2 separate regions of the Neogale vison genome follow, and region 2 is linked to region 1. The links are chromatin contacts, called in public Hi-C maps. All regions are on one chromosome and are shown on one strand. The core of a region is the stretch at or near the end of the contact, and the rest is flanking DNA. Distances in the headings are between cores, read along the strand shown. Region 1 overlaps CELF4 (CUGBP Elav-like family member 4). Region 2 overlaps CELF4 (CUGBP Elav-like family member 4).

Region 1 (4,536 bases), core at 1,228-3,727:
CCACAATAATAACACCAGTTCTGCTTTCTGGAATCCACTTTAAAGCATAATTTTATTTGGTCATTTTGTTTTTCATTTGTTTCCATGTGAATGTGGGTGGAGACAATAGGCCCTGGGAAGTTTGAGCTTCAATCTTGTCTTTTCTCTATGTCCCTCCACCCCGTTCCCTGCCCACCCACCCCCGAAGGCTGTGCCTTCCCTGAGAATTGTGATGAGGTCTTTGAGGCCACGGGTCTCCCTGTGAGGCCTTTGAAGAAAGAACAAGCATTCCAGGCACTGCAAGGGGACTCCAGGCTATGTTTTAGCTCCACCACTGGCTTCTCCTCACCCCTCCCATCTCCCAACATACATTCACGTTTCTTTTTGTCCTTTCTCCCAAACTTGCCCAACTTGTCTTTGTGATTTCAGAAAAATGCCACTGGATCTCCCAGTATGAAGGATTAGCGCAGATTATGGGGAACAGTGTTAATTATCGGCGGAAGGGGGGCTGGCGCGTCGCTCCAATGTGCTCCTGATTTCCCCTGGGCCTTTCTGCCTGGTAATAAGCCTGCTTTAATCTGGCAGGCCCCTTGGTGAAATCAGCACCACGGACAGTGGTATTGATTGCTTCTGAGAAACCATCACAGCTGCTCAACCAAATTACCTTTGATATGTGACCTTTAATGTAATTACTGCAACATCAAAGTATTTCTATAAATTATTAAAGAACTAATACACTCCATCATTTAGCTATTCTATTATATGTAAAATAAACAACCACAAGTTAATGTTAGATCCTGAACAATCCACACTTGCTACTGAAATTCTCCCAGTCCCCTTTCTCTCCCCCTTCAAAATCCTGAGTGTCTCCCTCCCACCTTCTCTTTCTGTTTCTCCATCTAATTCCCAGCTTTTAGCCATCACAAAACTCCCCGGCAATCTCTCTCAGGCTGATGAAGGGCCTCCCAAAACAATACGGTATTTTCTTCCATTTGGGTGGTTCTAAAATATCTATCACAATCTCCCCCAAAACAAAGTACTATAAACACTTTATTAATCAGCACAAACCTTTCTCAAAGGCTTTGATTATCTTACAATATGGCTTTATGCTTCACACATAACATGGGGCGATGTGGAGCATATTTCTGCCATCTTACAGAGGGCACCCAGAAAGTAATTACTATAATATATGTGCGTGTAGCCGCGCCACTAAAAAACCAACTGGGGAATGGCCACCGTGCCAGAGCTGGGCTCCACACAAAAACCTGTGCGGTGCACGATTTCCATACATTTGCATCCGCGGGTATGTTATTAAGATGACTCAGCCCCGTGCTTTGCAATCACAAGTACCAAAATACAATACAAAGGCTGCCTTAATGGAAGGAAGGCCCTCCCCTCCCCTCAATGGGTAAAGAAGGATCTGTGATGCAAAGGAAAGCTGCCCCGACCCAGGGTTGCATTTTCTGTCTACCTGGTTAACCTTTCCCGCTGTGGGGCAGAAATGGAAACGTGTGTTTACATACGGGTTTGCTCGGTAAGAATGTAAACATGCATGTGTAAACACCGGTGAGCACACACACAGAATACACGTGCTCCCCTGCAGTGTCCATTGTATAAGCTTAACCACGGTATATTTGCAAATTCTTTAAATAATGCCCACCAACACTCACATCTTTCCATTTATCTTTAGATACTCGGTGAGCCGTATATCTACCCCCCCCCCCCATCTCTCTGAACCCACAGGAGAGACCGCGCAGACCCTTGACCCGAGGAACACTTCTTATTTTATGGTGATGAACTAGCCGCGATAATAGCCATGGCTGATATCACACCCAGTTAGGGGGGCCATAAATAATTCTCTTCTCCCCCGCACAGAAGCTATAAACCAGGGCTGAGGCGCGATAGTTTATCAAAGACGAGAGCTGGCTCCTTAAATAAACCGCGGTGATCTCACTTGCGGCGCCGAGCTTGGGGGAGGAGGCGCCCCCTCCCGCCCCGGCCCCCACCCCCGCCCCAGGAACAGTCCGTGTCCGACGTCGATCCGCTGGCGCTCGGGCGGCCCCGTGGGGCCGGCGGAGCCTGCTCCGGGCTCCGGGGACCCAGGGCACCCTGCGTCCCCGCCCCGGCTGCCCGCGCGGGAAGTGCGCGGAGAAGGGACCAGATCGGAGGCGTCGGGAGGGCCAGGGGAGGAGCCGCGCCCCAGCTCCGTGGCCGCGGCCGCGTTCGCCCCCCGCCCGGGATTCCGTCGGGCCTGGACGGCGGGCTGAGGAAGCCGCGGGGCAAGCTCAGAGCGCCCACGCTCCCTTGTCCCGGCCCCGCGCCTCCAGGCTTCTGGGGGCGCCGGGGGCGGCGCGCCAGCTCCGGAGCCGAGGCAGGCGCGCGCCCGGGGCCCACGATCCCCCCCGCCGGCCCCGACGCAGCCCGGCCTCCTGAAGTCGCCCCCTGTCGGCGCGTCGGTCGCTCGCGCCTCGGCGGGCGCCACTTACCCCGGGCAGAGTCTTCTGCTCGTGCAGCGCGCTCTGGGCCTTCAGCGCTGACTCACGCTCGCAGTAGGTGAGGAAAGCGCAGCCTAGGGAGGGAAGCAAGCGCCGAGAAGGGTCAGTGGGGCGCCCCCGGGCCGCCGACGCGCCCTCTCGACCGCCCTCCAGTCTCGGCCCCTCCCCGCTCTGGGTCCCTCTCCCCACCTCTCTCTCTCCTGTGCACTCCACTGGAGCTTTCTTGCCTCTCCGTTTTCTTGTCTGTCTGCTTTTTGTCCCTCGCGTTGCTTTTCAGTTTTGCTCACTCGCCGAAGTCTCCCCACCCTGCATCTTTCCCCCCCGCCACGCCCCCGCCCCCTCACCCCGCGGGTCCCTTCCTGTCCCTGTGCCCCGTGCCTCGGCCTCTCGCTCCCTTCTCTCCCTTCTTCACCCCCCTCCCCCGCTGTTTTGTCTTAGCTCCACACCCAGTACCTCCTGGAAGGGACAGCTCCCAGCCCTCACCCCCCCACTTCTAGTCACATTGCGCCATGAACTCGTTCTGGCCCCTTCCGGAGTGCTGCCGGCTGCTCTATCAGGGATGATGGAAGGACCCTCGAGACCTGCCCCTGCCAAATAAAGTCTCCATCCGTAGGGAGGACCCTAAGCCTGTCTGTACTAATAAAGTGAGTGGGGCTGTCCATGTGTCCTCTGCCACCCCATGTGCAGTGACATCTCCACACCCCTCCAGTTTGAGGGCTTCTTGGGCATATCCAGCCCATCAACGCTCAACAGGAGCTGAGGCCCACTCTTGCTCTGCCTCTAATTCCCTGGGCGACCCTGGTAAATTCCGTCCCCTGTGCGGCCTCAGTCTCCTCGTGTGTGCATTGAGAGGGCTGACCCATTGGGCTCCGCGGTCACTCCAGTATAGTTTTCCCCTTAAGTGACTGACCGTGCCTCACCAGGGAATCTGCATTTTACAGAACAATGTACCTAACTCACGGGGTGACTCTTTCTGCTGGCCCTTCAGGCATGGTGACCAAGCAAAGAGCATGCTTGCTAGTAGGAGAGTCTTTCTGGCAGTTCCCACAAATAGCCAGGTGTCAGGGGCGTCTTCCTCTGCCTGTAGACATGGCTGAGTATGGCTTCTGAGGCCTGTAAGACCTAGGCCATAGGGGAAGTCAAAAAGCCAGCTTTGGCCAACAGAAGGTTTTAGTCTCCTGGGGACCGTCACCTCAAGCTTTCCGAAGCACCCTGCAGCCTGGCCACCTCCCTTGTTTCCCAGGCTTCTTCCCGTCCACTGCCCCTCTTCCTTTGTTCTCACGATCTTCTCCCCTGGTACGCCTTCTTGGCCCATGCTCTCATCTTCCAATCCCACCCTTCTTTCCAGAATCCGATCAAGTTCCCCTGATTCTGAGCAGCCCTTCTTGACCGCTCTGGTCCATCCCCAGACAACCTCACGTCCATCCCAAACCACCCATTCTCTGGCCATTTGTTAACTACTTCCCAGGTGCCTGCTGTGTGCCAGGCTCTGTGGCCTAGGCCCTCTTCCGGTGAGGTCTGCAGGCTGGTGGAGCCTACACCAACTCTCATTACCAGGCTTTCTCTGGCTTGTTGCTCTCCGGGGAACAGAGTGCTCCCAGCATCCTCTGCAGATCTTTTCTCCTCTACCACCTACTGCTGAGGGGGGGTGGCCGGGGGACACAACCCTTCCTTCTCTTCCAGTATAGAAATTGGTCCTGGAATGCCTGGGTGGCTCAGTCCTTAAGCATCTGCCTTCAGCTCAGGTCATGATCCCAGGGTCCTGGGATTGAGCCACACATTGGGCTCCCTACTTGGCGGGAAGCCTGCTTCTCCCTCTCCCACTCCCCCTGCTTGTGTTCTCTCTCTTTCTGTGTCTCTCTCCGTCAAATAAATCAATAAAATCTTAAAAAAAAAAAAAAAGGAATTGGTCTGCTTCCCTTCCCCTTAGGAGAGGGAATGTGTGATCCCCTATGGAAAGGAATGTATAATCGAAGGGGACAGAAAGGAGGAAGGAAGCAGGGAGAGATACCGTGGAGGCAGAAACTCTCAGCAACCTGTGGGCTCTGCGCCTTTCCCACCT
Region 2 (4,536 bases), core at 1,228-3,727, 130 kb before region 1:
GTGTGGGTAGATGTGGGTGGCTGTGGCAGGTAAGGCGGACAGGAGGATACAGGGAGAAATCGCGCAGATGGGCTAACATATTCCCTGCCTACCCGGCAGGGCTCCCTCAGGTCCACACAGCCAAGGGCCGCCGGTCTCTTTGTTTCTGAGCCCCGTGTCCACCTCACCTGCTCCCACCAACACGCCAGGGCTGCCTGGCAAGGGAGGGAGGACCCTTGCAATCCTAATTAAGATCTGCTGCTGTGGAACCCAAGCTTATTGCCTGAGTGGCCAGGCTGGGTCGCTAACCCTCTTCAGAGTTGGGGAGGGGGGCGAGTCTTTTTTTTTTTTTAACAGCAGTGGATAGATAATTTTGGAGGAAACAACTCCTGATTTAGTTGGGAGGCCTGGCTCTCAGTGCTAGCCATCTACTTGCTCATATGAGATGGGGCAGTCACTTGACTCCTAGAGGCCTAGCCCCCTTGATATCCTGGCAGGATTAATGTGATAGCTCAGGCGAAGCTCTCAGCAGAGGGCCTGGTATTCAGTAAGTGTTCAGTAAATGAACAACAGCTGTCTTCTCTCTCCTTTTACCTTCCTCTCCCAGCTCTTCCCCTTCTCCTCCTCTCATAGTGGGTATTTCCAACATTTTTAAGGGAGTACCTAACATTTAATTTCTTTTCCTTCCCATCTCCTATGCCCTGGGCTCTCTTTCGAACTCTACTGAACAGAAAAGATTGGACGGCCTTGGGGGAAGAGCTGGTGGGGGAGGGTGGGAGACCACGCTCTCCTGAGGCTTCAGCACCCTGAGCTCACTTGTGGCCCCCTTACCCTCTCAAAGTCTCTCCCCCACCTGCCCCAGGTCCTTCCTCTCTACCTGGCCTACCAGTACTTGAGCCTATCTTGAGGTTTATTTATTTATTTTTATTTATTACAAAAAAAAAAAAAAAATTAGTGATCATCACACCCAATGTGGGGCTTGAACTCACAACCCCAAGATCAAGAGTCACACGCTCTTCCAACTGAGCCAGCCAGGTGCCCCTGGAGCCTATTGCTTTGATGGACCACTAAGTTTGTTCTTCCATCCATCCATCCACTCATCCAGTGCTTAGTGAACGTCTCTGTAGGCCAGCCCCTGTTCTCTGGCACAAGGATGGCAAAGCAAACCTCAACGACATGGCCCTTCCCTCCAGAAGCTCACACCTGGTCTGCAAAAGGGCCTTGCTGAAATGGTGTTTAAGCCCTTCCCTTTCCTGTCCCCCAGCCGTGCACCACCCCTTCTGCCCTCAGTGCCGCGCTGCAGCATAACTGAGTCCCAAAATGCCCAGCCACGTGGCCCCATAGTTGGCGGGCACCAGCCACCCATTCACGTGGAATTCCCTTCCTCAGCTCTTCAGTAGCTGCTCCCACACTGCACTGGTGGGGGTTGGGGCTCCCTTCTGCAAGGGGTGTCCTAAATCCAAGCTAGTCAGCCCTAGTGATTATAGAGGACACATCTCCAGCCCTAACCGGCCTCCCTTTGTTTCCCCTCATCTGCTCTGATACCAGAGCTCCACCAGGCAAGTCAAGGCCGTGTTCCAAGGCTACCCTCAGCTGTGTAGAGCTCAGAACTGGTTTCTTCCACCAAAACATGCTCACAGCCCTCCCTTCACATCAGCTCACTGGTCCTTCCCCTGAGAGCTCACACCTCTCTAGGGCCCTTGGCCCTTGAGTTCTGGGCCTCAAGGGGCTCTCTCTGGCTGGATCTGATGTCTCCCAGGCCGCAGAGGAACCACTGCCTTTCTGATTTAGACTCTGAGACTCTTAAGCTGATTTGGCAGGACTGGGAAGGGGAGTGAGCACCCTGGCCCTGGAGGCTGGACAGAGCCCCTCACCTGTGTTATTCAAGGCCCACTTTCTTGTCTGTATTTCCCTTCAGCCTGCCCCTGAGCCAGGTACGAGTCCTCCCCCCCAACCCATCCTGCTCTAGGAGGTTGCTCTGGGACTGTGGACTGTGTTGCCAGGCTGAGTCCCCTCCATGACCAGGAGAGGAGTTCTGCCTTCCCCACCACCCTCTCCTGACCTGGGACCCCTCCTCCCCATCTCCCCACACTCAGTGGGAGGCCTGGAGAGTCAGTCCCCAGGCGAGTTACAGGAGAAAACAAAGCCTACACCAAGTAAATGACAAATCTAGAGGAAATTGCTCTTAATCCCCACACCACAGCCTGATGATGCCGGCCAAGCACAAGCCTGAGTCATCCTAGAAATGGCACCGACATTTGCTTTTTGGAATTTGTTTTGTCTCTGAGCTTTAGATTTAATCATTCTCTCTCTCTCTCTCTTTCTCCCCCTCCCTCCCTCTGCCCCTTGCTCTCCGTTTTCTAATATGAGGCTGCACCGCCAGCTCATCCAAGTCTGTTTTCCTGGCATTAATTAACACAGCTCTCCAGCCTCCAACAGGCTAAATGATGAATCAGGTTAAATTCCAGACAACAGCCGCACACCGCCATCAATTAGCCATCTCTGGGGCAGCTTCATTAATAAGCATCGATCATGGCCCTCCTCCCTGAACACGCCAGGGTCTCTGGGTCATAGAAAGTGCCCATGAGTGTGTCAGGCTTAGGTATGAGTGTGATGGTGTGTGTGTAAGGGCTGGAGAGCGTGAAGGGGGGTGGACAAGTGAATGGGTGTGCAAGAATGTGGATGTGTGAGAAGTGGGTGACTGGGAGTGAGAGGTACAGGTGTGAGGGGACTTGTATGTGTGTACAAGTAAGTGTATGCAGTGTGAGGGGCTGACTGTGGTGTGTACATAAGGTGTGTGATGCGTGTGTTGTGTGAGATGAGGTATATGTGGAGTCGGGTGTGTGTAGGGTGAGGGTATGTGAGGTGGGGTCCTGAAGTGCGTGGGTTTGTTCTCCATGCGGTGCTGGATCCCCCCACTGCCCCACCCCCAACCTGTCTCCACTGAGCCGCCTTCTGCTTCTCTTCCCAATTCCACACCTCTGTGGGTTCTCCCACATGCGGCTGGCCCCTTCCCCTCTCCTCTCTCTCCCATCTGAGACTTTCCCATCCCCTTCTCTTCAACTTGCACACTCCTGGAGACAACTCCAAATCCCCCACCACATCCCTACCCTCTTTCCCTGTCACATTCTAGATCCCCTTGTTCATTCTCCCTTGGCTGTCCCATAGGCACACGAGATCTCCAGCCCAAAGCCTGAGTCCCTCGGTGGGTTGTCTGGCTTTATGAATGTCATTGCCACCACCCATGGCCAGGCTCACACCCTCCAGCACCCTCGGATCCCTCAGGTTGGAATCTGACCCTATTTCAGGCACTACCTGGATTGTCCTGGATTTTCCCCTCATCCTGCCTGGTTCCATATTTTTTGCAGGAAGCAGGACACTTCATGAACCATGAACCGCCCAGGACCGTTTTGGGACTCCCCCAGCTCACAGGCTAATAAAGCCCACCTCCTCCAGGGGTAGAGGTCCCCCTCAGTCTCATGGCCACCCACGCCCACGCCTCCCCTGCATCCAGGTCACCCCCTGTGGTCCCTGGAGGCCATGCTCAGTGCGGGGGCTCCCCGCCGGACTGCGCCCCCTAACGGCTGCGTTTGCGGCAATGGCTAACGACCGGGGCGTTTTTCCTTTCCTCTCGGTTCTCCCCAGCGGGTTAGAGCGCGGCCGGCCCCTCCCTACCTCTCCCGCCGCGGGGGTCCCAGTCGGCCACACCTCATTGGGAAGCATTTTCGAAAGCCTGCTTGGGTAGAGGGGGGGTGCTGGAGTCACGCTCAGACGCTTGCGTGGGACGGTGTCCCCAGGGAGCCCGCGGGCCCTGGCGCGTGCACGCCCCTGGGGATGCACGTGGCCTCCCCAGGCGGCTACCAGCCGACCATCTCCTTAAAGGTTAATTAAGAATCTGAAGCCGGACGGCGTGGTGCGGCCGGTGACGGCGGATGCGGCGTCTCTCCAGACCATTAAACACTAATTAGGTTTGGAAAGTCTATCGAGCTCCCGAGATCTCCTCAAGGCAGGCGCTGGCCCCCGGGTGCCCTTCGAAATGCCAGAGCTGTCACCCCCGACGGCCGGGCCGCCCCGCCTGCCGGCCCCGCGACCCCAGGCTTCAGGCCGGGTCCCGCTTCATTTCTCTCCATCTCATTGTCTCCCCCGTGCCCCGGCCGCCCCACGCCCCCGTCCCGCTCTGCAGCTGGCTGGCCCGGGGTGTCGCGCGACGGCCTCTCTCCTGCGTCCCTTTCCGCGCGCCCCGAGTCTCGCCTCCGTCGCGGCCTCCGCGGCCGCGCCCCTACTGGAGCTTCTGTCCCCTTCCTCGCCCGGCTGCCGGCCTTTCCTGAGTCATCCTGGCCTTGGAGCCTCCCGGGTCTGAGCTCTGCCTCACCCTGACAAAGCGCCTGCTCCAGCAGCCTCTGGTCCCCAGACGCCTGCCTCTCTTTCCAGGCCGCTCTTCACGGGGCTCTAACTTCATTCCCTGCTGCCCGGTTCCACACGTGCAGTTGGGACATCTGCTCCCCACAGCATTCGTTCGTCCCCTCACTCAGTGAAAGGATTTTCACTCCCCTCTTG

What was found. Hi-C and Micro-C count contacts between places; a contact is called where the count stands out from the background.
Region 2: a contact with region 1 is called in a Hi-C map of fibroblasts, with 3 times the contacts expected there. The contact joins two enhancer-like sites. A contact is called at or near these places in 2 of 3 Hi-C or Micro-C datasets (fibroblasts and muscle).

Annotation. Positions count from the first base shown.
Region 1 is chr3:158,759,217-158,763,752 of ASM_NN_V1, reverse strand. CELF4 (CUGBP Elav-like family member 4) reads right to left here. Exons shown (of 13, transcript XM_044243128.1): 2 at 2,466-2,548. Among named protein-coding and RNA genes, the nearest start is that of CELF4, 76 kb to the right of the region's middle. Within about 2 kb of position 2,477, the one cell type or tissue checked has open chromatin away from gene starts, as enhancers often do. A contact at or near this core is called in fibroblasts, where this site is marked.
Region 2 is chr3:158,891,447-158,895,982 of ASM_NN_V1, reverse strand. The region is part of intron 2 of CELF4 (CUGBP Elav-like family member 4); the gene reads right to left. Among named protein-coding and RNA genes, the nearest start is that of CELF4, 210 kb to the right of the region's middle. Within about 2 kb of position 2,477, the one cell type or tissue checked has open chromatin away from gene starts, as enhancers often do. A contact at or near this core is called in fibroblasts, where this site is marked.